Linked DNA regions of Mus musculus: regions 1 and 3 are each linked to region 2. Evidence: chromatin contacts called from public promoter capture Hi-C data. All regions are on one chromosome and are shown on one strand. The core of a region is the stretch at or near the end of the contact, and the rest is flanking DNA. Distances in the headings are between cores, read along the strand shown.

The links. Capture Hi-C pulls out chosen DNA fragments and counts their contacts.
Region 1: a promoter capture Hi-C map of adipose tissue shows a contact between it and region 2. The contact joins two enhancer-like sites. A contact is called at or near these places in 2 of 9 other capture datasets (adipose tissue and liver).
Region 3: a promoter capture Hi-C map of adipose tissue shows a contact between it and region 2. The contact joins two enhancer-like sites. A contact is called at or near these places in 2 of 484 Hi-C or Micro-C datasets (bone marrow-derived macrophages and neutrophils), 3 of 115 datasets of contacts at active chromatin or transcription factors (bone marrow-derived macrophages, embryonic stem cells and pancreatic cancer cells) and 3 of 9 other capture datasets (adipose tissue, liver and pancreatic islet).

What each region holds. Positions count from the first base shown.
Region 1 is chr10:20,271,838-20,275,211 of GRCm38.p6, forward strand. It overlaps Map7 (microtubule-associated protein 7), which reads left to right. Exons shown (of 18, transcript NM_001358787.1): 12 at 1,443-1,617; 13 at 1,942-2,043; 14 at 2,409-2,459; 15 at 2,765-2,822. Among named protein-coding and RNA genes, the nearest start is that of Gm48249, 13 kb to the right of the region's middle. Within about 2 kb of position 2,109, at least 17 of the 459 cell types and tissues checked have an H3K27ac peak or open chromatin away from gene starts, as enhancers often do. A contact at or near this core is called in adipose tissue, where this site is marked.
Region 2 is chr10:20,103,454-20,107,015 of GRCm38.p6, forward strand. It overlaps Map3k5 (mitogen-activated protein kinase kinase kinase 5), which reads left to right. Exons shown (of 30, transcript NM_008580.4): 18 at 707-812. Among named protein-coding and RNA genes, the nearest start is that of Map7, 66 kb to the right of the region's middle. Within about 2 kb of position 1,363, at least 194 of the 459 cell types and tissues checked have an H3K27ac peak or open chromatin away from gene starts, as enhancers often do. A contact at or near this core is called in adipose tissue, liver and pancreatic cancer cells, where this site is marked.
Region 3 is chr10:19,954,461-19,958,136 of GRCm38.p6, forward strand. All of the region lies in intron 1 of Map3k5 (mitogen-activated protein kinase kinase kinase 5), which reads left to right. Among named protein-coding and RNA genes, the nearest start is that of Map3k5, 22 kb to the left of the region's middle. Within about 2 kb of position 2,416, at least 53 of the 459 cell types and tissues checked have an H3K27ac peak or open chromatin away from gene starts, as enhancers often do. A contact at or near this core is called in adipose tissue, liver and pancreatic cancer cells, where this site is marked.

The sequences.
Region 1 (3,374 bases), core at 859-3,358, 170 kb after region 2:
TAGTGGGAGGGGCCAGGTACAATAACTTATTCTTCACCTTAGAATGAGTATCTCTACATACGCTACTCCTGGTACCAACTTTTGTTTTACTTATTGTTTTACTACTGAAAAGAGACACCATGACCATAGTAACTGATGAAGAAAAGCTTTTATTTGGGATTTGCTTATAGTTTCAGAGATCTAATCCAGTCTCATCATGGCAGCACACAGGCAGACATGGTGCTGAAGAAGTAGTGTTTAGCTCTACATCAAGATCCACAGGCAGCAGGAAGAGACACTGGACCAAAAGCCCAGCCCCCAATGACACACTTCCTCCAACGAGGTCACACTTCTTAATCCTTCCCAAGTAGTGCCACTCCCCAATGACTAAGCGTTCAAATATATGAGCCTACAGGGGCCATTCCTGCTCAAACCACCACAGCCATGGGCATGGACAAACAGACAGTGTTCAGGTTCCAGTCTGTTGCTGTGATGTGATAATAACACTCTGACCTGAAGCAATGTAGGGGAGGAAACAGCTCCTTTGGCTTCCACTTATGGGGCACTGGTCCATCTGTGAGGAAAGCCAGGGTAGCAACTCCAGAAGCAGCTGAAAGCAGAAACCACTGAGGAATGCTGCTCTCTGACCTGCTCGCAGGCTTGTGCACCAATAGCCTTCATATAGAGCACTGCCTGCAGTGGCCGGGTTCTGCTACATAACTAACATCCAAGACAGTTCCCCATGGACACGCCCACATTCCAATCTGATCTAGCCAATTCCTCAACTGAGAGATTCTGTCTCAGGTCTTCGGACTGTCAAGTTGATAGTTAAAGCTAACTGTGACCGTATGCATAACTAGATACCACTTGGGTCTAATGGCAACTGGTTGTTCTTGACAGAGCTGGGGAAGACCTCAGACCTGCTGAGGGCCACCCTCTTGGCTGTGCACACCCTTCATTCCATGGGCGGCTTATATGGCCCATCTTCCTCCTGACCTGATACACAACATTATTAATCTCATTTTAAAAGGTTTCATTGGTTTAGAGAGATGGCTTATCAGTTAAGAGCATTGTCTGTTCTTACAGAGGACCTGAGCTGGACTCTGCAGACACCAAGCGAACATATAGAGCCCGTGTATGGGAATATACAGGCAAAATTCCCATACACGTGTAATTTTTTGTTAATTACGAAAATTCATCTATGTTCAGCTATTCAAGTCTCCACCCTTGAAAGATGAATTGTAGATCCTCTGGAGAAGCAAGTCGCCCCCCACATGTCATTGTTGTATGCTGCTTCTGACAAAAATGAAGCTGAGGGGGGAGAGGAAGACAAACAAAGGCCATTCCATATCCACAGTAGAATGTAGCTACAGCAGGGGGCTTTCCTCCCGGTCTTTGAACTGCTGGCCTTGCCATACCTGGCCTCTCTTCAAAGAAGCGCCTTCATTCTTGTCTTTTCCCAGACAAAAGATAGAGGAATTGGCCCGTAGGGTGGCTGAAGAGCGAAGTCGCAGGGAAGAAGAAGCCCGCAGGCTGGAAGAGGAGCAGGCTCGAGAGAAAGAGGAGCTGGCGCTGCGTCTGGCTGAGGAGGAGCGGGAGCGGTGGGAGAGGGAGGAGGTGGAGCGCGTGCAGAAGCAGGTGTGGACCCTGCCCCAGACAGGGGCTGTCCTCAGATGAGTGGGATGCACAGCCCCAGACAGGGGCTGTCCTCAGATGAGTGGGGTGCAGAGCAGGCGTGGGCCCTGCCCCAGACGATTGCACATGAGCGGGGTGCAGAGCATCTCCCATTGCCCCATGGGTTTGCTCCCAGACCATTAGGGCTGCTAAGCAGGTGAGGGGTCTGCGAGGGTGGGAGGGGTGGTCTCAAAGATGAGTGAGTTCTCTGCCGGCCTTCCTGCCTGCCCAGTGTGGGGAGCTGGGTTGCCAGAGCAGGGATAAGCAGTAGTAGCCGTTTGTTTTCAGAAAGAAGAAGAAGCCCGAGCCCGGGAGGAGGCAGAGAGGGCTCGGCAGGAACGAGAGAAGCATTTCCAGAAAGAAGAGCAGGAACGGCTGGAGAGGAAGAAGGTATGAGCTGGGACTGAAGCCTGGGACCGGCATGGTTCTGCTTCCTTCCTGGGTCTCAAGTTGCCTGAAGCCAAGAAACTGGTGCTTTGGTCAGGAACAAAATGTTCTACCCTTGCATAAGAAGTGGCCCTTGGTATTAATTCCAAGAAAGATGCCAGAATTTCCTCCTTCCCCAAAGCAAGTCATTCTATCACCACAGCTAAAAATGGTCCCAACCTCTATTCATAACGATAATTAGGACGAAGAACTGTGAATTATCTTTTCTCCACATTTTAATACTCTGCTACTTTTTTTTTATCGACGAAATGTGCCAGGCTGGTGTGCTGTGTGTATCTCATCCAGTCTTCTGTGTTCTTTTTTTGCAGCGACTTGAAGAGATTATGAGAAGAACCAGGAGGACAGAGACCGCTGATAAGGTGCTGCTGGCGTGGCCTTTCTAGCCAGTCTTCTGTTCTGGGAGGCAGTCTCCTGTCCCTTCGGGCTGGCCTCACTGAACATGACCTTGAACATCCTACAACTTCTGCTTACTTCCCAAAGGCGGGGGGGGGGGGGGGGGGGCCTGCAGGCCTGTGCCCTGCTGGCTCTAACTGTCCTTGATATGCCTTTATTTCCTTTCCAGTCACCCCCACTCTTAGACCTAGGTCCTCATAGTTATCCAGTGAGCTCTCTACCACTAGGAACTTCAATTTAAAATTCTTATGTTGGTTCTTTCTTTTTCTAGAAAACCACTGAGCAAAGAAATGGTGACATAGCCAAAGGAGTTCTCACTGGAGAGCCAGGTATTTCTTCTGCCATACACATGTGCATGTGTATACCCACACAGGCCAGAAGACGATGTCAAATCTCCTGGAGTTACAGCTGGCTGCAAACTGCCTGACATGGCTGATTTTAACTGCTGTGCCATCTCTCCAGCCACTAAGGCAGTGGTTCTCAGCCTGTGGGTCACACATTTGCATCACGATTCATAACAATAGCAAAATTATAGTTATGAAGTAGCAACAGTATTTTTGGTTGGGATCACCACAGCATGAGGAACTGTATGAAGGGTTTCAGCGTTAGGAAGGCTGAGAACCACTGGCCTAGTGGATGACTTTAAACATACACATCTTGCTAGGATTTTGTCTGCTTGGGGATTTTGTTTGAACTAGAGTCTCGTTCTGTAGTGCAGTCTGTATTGGAATTCTCGCTGTACCTGAGGACATCTTCCTTCCTCTGACCTCCAAATGCTAATATTACAGGCCTGCATTATTGCCCCCAGCTTACATTTCCGCGTTCATAACTTGTATTTATGACAAGTCTTAGAATAAAAGATTTACACATCTCTCTTAATC
Region 2 (3,562 bases), core at 113-2,612:
ACCCATATTGATATTGGAAGGTGCGCATGCTCGAGCACATGTGGCTTAAGGTGTCCATCCTGTGATCATGTTAGGGGCAGAGATCACATGGTCAAAGGGATAAAGGGTGAACATAATACTGCCAGAACTGAGAACTTAGAAGGATAATGAGCAGAGATTACTATGGGCTACCTAGAAGAACGGGAGTGATTGTGTGACTCGTTTCTCTTAAATATGTTTTCAAGCGTGTTAGCCGAGACATATGCCAAACTTTGAAGGTCTTTTAAGCAGGCAGCAGTGTTCTGTGTGTATTATAGGTGTTTGTTTCTAATGCACCTGCTCACTACCCTATAACCAACGTAAATGTCCTAGGTAATCCACAGAAAGTAAGGAACACCACAGAGAAGAGTGCCTGGGAAGTGAAGGAAGTTATTTATATAGATACTGTCCACAGGTGACCCAGGCTAGCTTAAACTGTGGTGAACTTTCCCTCGGGGGCCATGTTTGGCCTGTGACCTGAAGAGAAGATTATAAACAACTGATAACATAAATGAAAATTATATCAAGAACTCTGTATTGAAAGGAATTCTCTCCTGAGATAAACTGTTATTGAAGAACACAGTATGAATGCCATTGTTTGGTCTAAGGGCACTTTTATTAGGCTCAAGTCAACCACAAACAGCATCAGTGAAAAGATAACATTTTGATTGGAATATTCTTTCCCTAGGGTGACAATGTATTGATTAATACCTACAGTGGTGTGCTCAAGATCTCTGACTTCGGGACATCCAAGAGGCTTGCTGGCATAAACCCATGTACCGAAACCTTTACAGGTACGCTTTTCCCGAACGATACAGATCTTGGATAATTAAGAATGTAATTGCTGAGCCTCAGCGTCAGGTGAGAGATAAACTAAGTCAGGTTTCTCACAAACACTGATGCTGGGATTGCCTGATGCTCACTGGAAAACTGTACGGGGCCTGACTTGCCCTCCTGTCTTCCTGGGTTCTGAGTGGCTCAGCCTGTGTGTAAACCACTGAAGGTGACTTCCCACTCTCAGCATGCTTGCTTTTTGTTTCCTGACCTTTTTTTTTTTTTTCCCTTGACTGGCTTACAGCCACTCTGACCCTCACGAGACTGCTGTTTACAAACATACCCTCACCCAGCCTCTCTGATTCTTACTCATACCCAAACAACTTCCTATCTGGGCTCCAGTTTCCCCTCCTTCTTAGTCTGTTTTCTCCCAGGAATCAATTCCCCTCCCCCACAACATAAATAACCCTAAGATTTCAATTCAGAAAAGAGGAAGTGACTCATCCACTCGGAAGAGGTGGAGATGAGAAATTGGGCAACGCAGTGACTGAGCTGCCTCTGATGCCAAGTCCTGGGAGGGTGGAGACAGCAGTTTTCAAAAAGGTGAACACAGCCAAGAGGAAAACAGAGCCCAGCAGATGGATGACTGCCCATTAGATACCGAGCCTGCAGAATGTCTCTGTTCCATGTTCTGATGCTAACTCTCCAGGAGCATTGGGCTCTGTTATTATTAGAGGAGGAGGGCAGGGCCAGAGATTTAGAGATTGACTAAAAAAAAAAATTAAGGAGTCAGTGACTAATCTTTGATTCAGTGTAAAGCAAAATGGCCAGATGTCCCCATTTCTGAATCCCCTGTGGTAGACAGAAGCGCCCCCATTTTGCAAGTGGGACATTAGTGGAAAGAGGTGGGAGACACCTCTGGTGGTCAGGGCAGTTTGTCTGTGATGGAGCTCAGGGTTTCCTCTCTACCTTTGCTCTTGCCATTGGCCTGCAGACCTCAGTCCATCTTCCTCTCCCCCTTACTCTGCAGTCTGTGCTGGTGGCCTCGGAGGTGGGAAGGAGGAGAGAGAAACCCTTGTGCCTTTCAGATCCTCCTATCTGCGCCACCTCCTGGACTCCACACAATGTATTTCAGACACAGGATTACCCATATTTACGATGTATTTTAAAATAAATTCCAACCGACGAGCAACTTCCATGTTTGCGCCTCTTTCCTCATTCTCTCTCAGCTTAGCAAGCAGCCATTTAGATGTTGCCCAGACTCAGTGACTTGGGAGATGATAATTCCTACTTCTGCAATGTTTGTGGGCAGGATGTTGATCTCATACCTCCTTTTCATCTTGAAGATTTGTCTTTAATCCACAAGGCACTGTAGGGAAGGAGCCCTCACCGGGGCCCTGAGCCTATAACTCTCCCACTGGCCACACATGAAGGTGATGTGTACAGTGTATGACTAAGGAGCTCAGATCTCTCTTTCATGCTGATCTGAGAGCCATGGCTTGCAGGCAGGTCTTGGTCCTTTCAACACTGTGGGCTTTGTAGTCCTGACTGGCTAGAGGTCAAGATACCTCGTCAGCTCTGGTGAATGTAGTGGGAAGACCTGGCTTGATTTCAGCTCCTGCTGATTTGGGTGAGGGGCAGACAGGGCGAGTCATCGTTTATTGCTCTGACTGCATACCTTGCTTGGGTGCACAGTGCATCATACACACTGAAATTTGTACATGAACCCTAATCAGGAGGTAACATCATCCCGGTTTATGGTGAGAACATTAAGGTTCAAAGAGTTTAAATAACTTGCCCAAGGTCACAGAACTGTTTAGTAATAGATCTGAGGTTTGAGCTAGACTTGACATGCTAAGTGGAGTTAATTACCTTCTCCTCAGACCTTTCCCACCCACGTTCTTCTCTGTCTCTCGCCACTGAGGGCCACTCGAGACTTTGGCTGTCACTGGCACCCTTTCTCACGCTGCAGTCTGACCATCGAGGAAGCATGTCGGTCCAGAAGTGGGACGGGCTATGACCCTTCCAGTGCCAGAGATCTCCTGTCACAGCCGCCTCACATGGCCTCTCTGCTTCTACTCCTGCCCCTCCTGTCCATCCTCAACATTGCAGCCAGAATGTCTCCCAGAGCCCTCGGTGGCTTCCAAGCAGAGTAAACAAAGCCAGAGCCTGTATGTCCCACAAGGTGTGGCCTGCCTTGGAGCCCATTGCCTTTCAGACCCTGCTTCTCCCTCACCAGGCACTGGGAGCAAAGAGTTTCCTCAAGGCCAGAACCAGGCCCGAGGGCTCCCTCCACTTCCCCTCTACACCATACCACACCCTCTCTAGCACCCCTCCTCTCTCCTGCTCAGTCCATTCATGTCCACTCTTACAGTTTACCTCTAATCGGGGTTCTTGACCTGTCTTTGATCCATTAAACAGTTGTTCTTAACCTTCTTAAAACGGTAACCCTTTAACACACTTTTGCGTGTTGTGGTGACACCCCCCAACCCTAAAATTATTTTCTTTTTTTTTTTTTAAAGATTTATTTATTTATTATATGTAAGTACACTGTATCTGTCTTCAGACACTCCAGAAGAGGGCGTCAGATCATGTTACAGATGGTTGTGAGCCACCATGTGGTTGCTGGGATTTGAACTTCGGACCTTCGGAAGAGCAGTCGGGTGCTCTTACCCACTGAGCCATTTCACCAGCCCTAAAATTATTTTCATTACTGCTTCATAACCGTAATCTTGCTATGGTCATAATGTAAACATCTGATATGCAGAAT
Region 3 (3,676 bases), core at 1,166-3,665, 150 kb before region 2:
CCGTGCAGAACCAGGAGGGTCACTCTGAGTTTCAGTCTCAGCCTCTTCTGTATCCTTCTGACAGCAAGAAAGCTTGTGTTTTAAACCCTAGGGAGATTAACCTGGGAAAGAAAGACCAGCAAATGTTGTCTTGACCAACATTTATATTTTAGTGTTGGTTTATTATTTTGAGAGGTCTGTGTTCCACTTTTCTGTTGTGTCGCCACACAAAACATATTGGCTTCAAACAGCAGCCTGTTATCTGTCACAGCCTAATGGGTTGAGTAGGTTCCTGGGTGTGTCCACACTTTGCTGGGTCTGTAATCACCTGGAGACTTAACTGGGCTGCAATGTCCAAGAAGGGTCATTCCAATGACTGGGTGCTGACACAGCTGTCTGCTGGCCTCAGATATACCCCTCCCTACATCTGCCATGCAGCCTTTCCGTCCAACAAGGTTAGCTTTTGAGAGGAGCAGTCTGTGATCGTGCCAAGAAGAATGAAATAGAAGCTGTCAGTTATCTGAAGTTGATCTCCACTTTTTAAGAATGTTCCTTGTGCTGCATTCGCTTGATCAGAGAAGTCACATTGCCAAGCTGGAATTGAAGGGAGGGAAATGCTTCAGTGGGAGAGAGGGGTCAGGAATTCATGGTGGCTGTCTTTGGAGGCACTCACCTCAGTCTGAAGTTCTTGCATGCGTCGCCCAGATGTGCACAGATGCAGTTGGCTGATCTGCAGGTCATTAGCTTTCATCCTGTTTTGCCTCCACCTCATAGCCAAACCATGGAGAGAGACCTAGGCTCTGGCTTCTAGAATAGGCATTGCATTTTTAAGAAAGTGGTCATTGAAAACAGAATGAGAACAATCACAGACTATGGTAGATTGTTTTCCTCTATGCATTTTGAGTCTCCATAGATAGGCCTGGTAGAAAGTTATCATCTAGCCTTGTTTCTATTGTGATAAAATACCCTGGCAAAAAGGACACTTGGGGGAGAAAAGGAGTTTGTTTTAGCTTTACAATTCCAAGGTAGAAATATCAAACAATCATATCACTGCCACAGTCAGGGGTAGAGAGAAATGAATTCCTGTTTGCTTGCTTGCTATGTAAACAGTTCAGTTTCTCCTTTAAAACACAGCAACAATAATAACAACAGACAAGGTCTCACTCTGCCATCATGCTGGCCTGGAACTTAGTATGGTAAGCCAGGCTGCCCTTGAATTCACAGAGATCCACCTGCCTGTCCGCAGGTACCAGGATTAAAAGTGTGCATCACCATGACTAGCAATTTCTCTATTCTTACACAGTTCAGCACCCCTTGCTTCCACAGTGGGCTGGGTCTTCCCACATCAATTAACTTAATTAAGGCAGTTTCTCACAGACTCTCCACAGATAAATCCAATGTAGACCATCTCTCTTTGAAACTTGGTGCCGAGAAGATTCTAGGCTGTGTCAACTTGACAGTTAAAAGTAACCATCGAGCTGCCAAAATCAAAACCTGTGATGTTTTCAAGTAGGAAGAACATTTGCTTCTATGTTGACCTTTTTCCCTGTGTTTGAACATGCTTGGGTGACATGGTTGAACAGAGGTGAAAGGGCCGTCATCCACACTGCCTGATGTGTGAGAGGAAGGTGGCGAACATGCAAAAGTCCTATTTATAGGTAAAGTGCTTTCTCTAAGCCAGTGCGTCTCAGCCTTCCTAAGTCAGTGACCTTTTAATACAGTTCCTCATGTTGTGGTAACCCCCAAACCATAAAATTATTTTCATTGTTACTTCGTAACTATACTTTTGCTACTGTAATGAATTGTAATGTAGATATTTTTATCTTCCTATAGTCCTAGGCCACCCTGTGGAAAGGTCATTTGACCCTCCAAGGGGTTGAGACCCACAGGTTGAGAATGACTGCTCTAAGCTAACTACTTAGGCAAAAGAGTGGGGTTTATTGCCTTTTAAAAAACCATCTTTGCTATATACTGCTTTATCCCCGCTGGGGAATGGGCTAGTCTGTCACCTGCCACCTTTATTCTCCCTCTATGAAAAAGGCAAAGCAAAAGCTGGTGGTGTAGGTTTCCAGAGAACTTGGGGTAGCAATGGTGGTAGAAGCCTCTGGAGTCAGGGAGTGAGGAGAGGCCTCCCCTGAGGGTCAAGTGCAGATGCAAGTGTGTGTTTCCTAGACGGGTCTAATCTGCAGACTGCATTCCCAGAGGAGTTTGCAGCCACCAACAGTCTCCAGATAAAGATGGAGTCCCGGAGGCTCTTTTGTCAGGGCTTCCCCTGCTTCATCCCCTTCAGCTTTAGAAACAGCTGAGTTTCTGTTTCTTTTAGTATTTTTCGTAATCTAAATTCCCCACCAGCCTTATCCTCACACACTCATCGCCTTATTTCTGGTGCAATCCAGTGGCAGGCTGGAGCAGTTAGGAACAAGAGCCAACCCCTCCTTAATCTTTGGCTGGGGCACACCTGAGAGTCATGTGCAAACACTGGACGCTCCTTGGCTGCCTGTCCTATCGAGAGTTCTGTTTACATTTGGGAAAAGCATGAGTCTTCTATTTGGTGAACAGGATATGTTTCTAGCTGGAACCGCACAAAGTCAGAGCTGGGCTTTTCTGTTCCCCTCCCCTCGCCCCACTCCACCCCACCTCCACTCCCTCTCCCTCTCCTGCTCTTTCTTCAGACTGGCTGTCAGTCTGTATTTTTCTTTCTTAATTTTTGTCACTCGCTCCAATTGAGGCAGAGATTCTCACCCCAGATGAGAGACTAAAGGTATTTGTGTGATTTTCTTTAATTGTCTTGAATTGTATAGGGCTGTGAACAAACACCCTGCTTAGGAATTCTCAATTTTGGGTACATTTGCTGGCTGGTTGAAAGATACTTTGGTGTTTCTGGCACAGGGAGCTTTGGGTGCATGGTGACTGCCTTTCTTCCCTATATTCCCTAGCAGGTCTCAGTACTCTGAAAGGAACTTCAGAGCAGTACCCTGCTTTGAGCTCCCCTGGTTGGCTCCCCACCAATGGAAAGGACACTCGCTAGTCCACCACACAGGTTCCTGGAGGTCATTGTGGCCCCCTGTGACCAGGCCCAGCCTTGTCCCTTCCTGCCTTTCCCTGAGCAGATAGCTCTCAGGGGTCTCTCTCCATTCCTGCTCCCAAATCCTCTGCATGTTTTTTCCCCATGGCCCCACCACCCATCTTAAGGGCCTGTAGTTTTCCTGTGCTAGTGGTTGCTGGAACCAATAATTTAGGGAACAGGAGGATTCTTAGTCCTTCCTTCCTAGAATCTCCCTCCTGCAGTTTCTGGACCAAGCGGCCTCCTGATGGTCAGTATTCTGTGAGCCTCTGGCACCGTAGCCTACAGAGGGTCCTTTCCTGCCTATCCCAGTATTCCAGTTTAAGTCCACTGTTTGGTAATGCCAACTTGTGTTTTTTGGTTAGGGTCATCTTGTTCCTTATGTCTCTGTTGTTCACACGTGACTCTCTGAAGAATTTGCCATCGTGTGTTCAGGCTTCTGTAGGAAAATACTGTAGGCTGTGTGGTTTATAAACTGATAAGATTTTCTCACGCTCTACAGACTGGGAAGTCCAAGATCAAGCAAGGCACTGGAAGATTTGGTGTCTGATGCGGGCCACTTCCTCACAGACAGAGTCTGTTAATTATAGCCACAGGTTGCAAAGGAGACATGGTATCTCTCTGGCGTGTCTT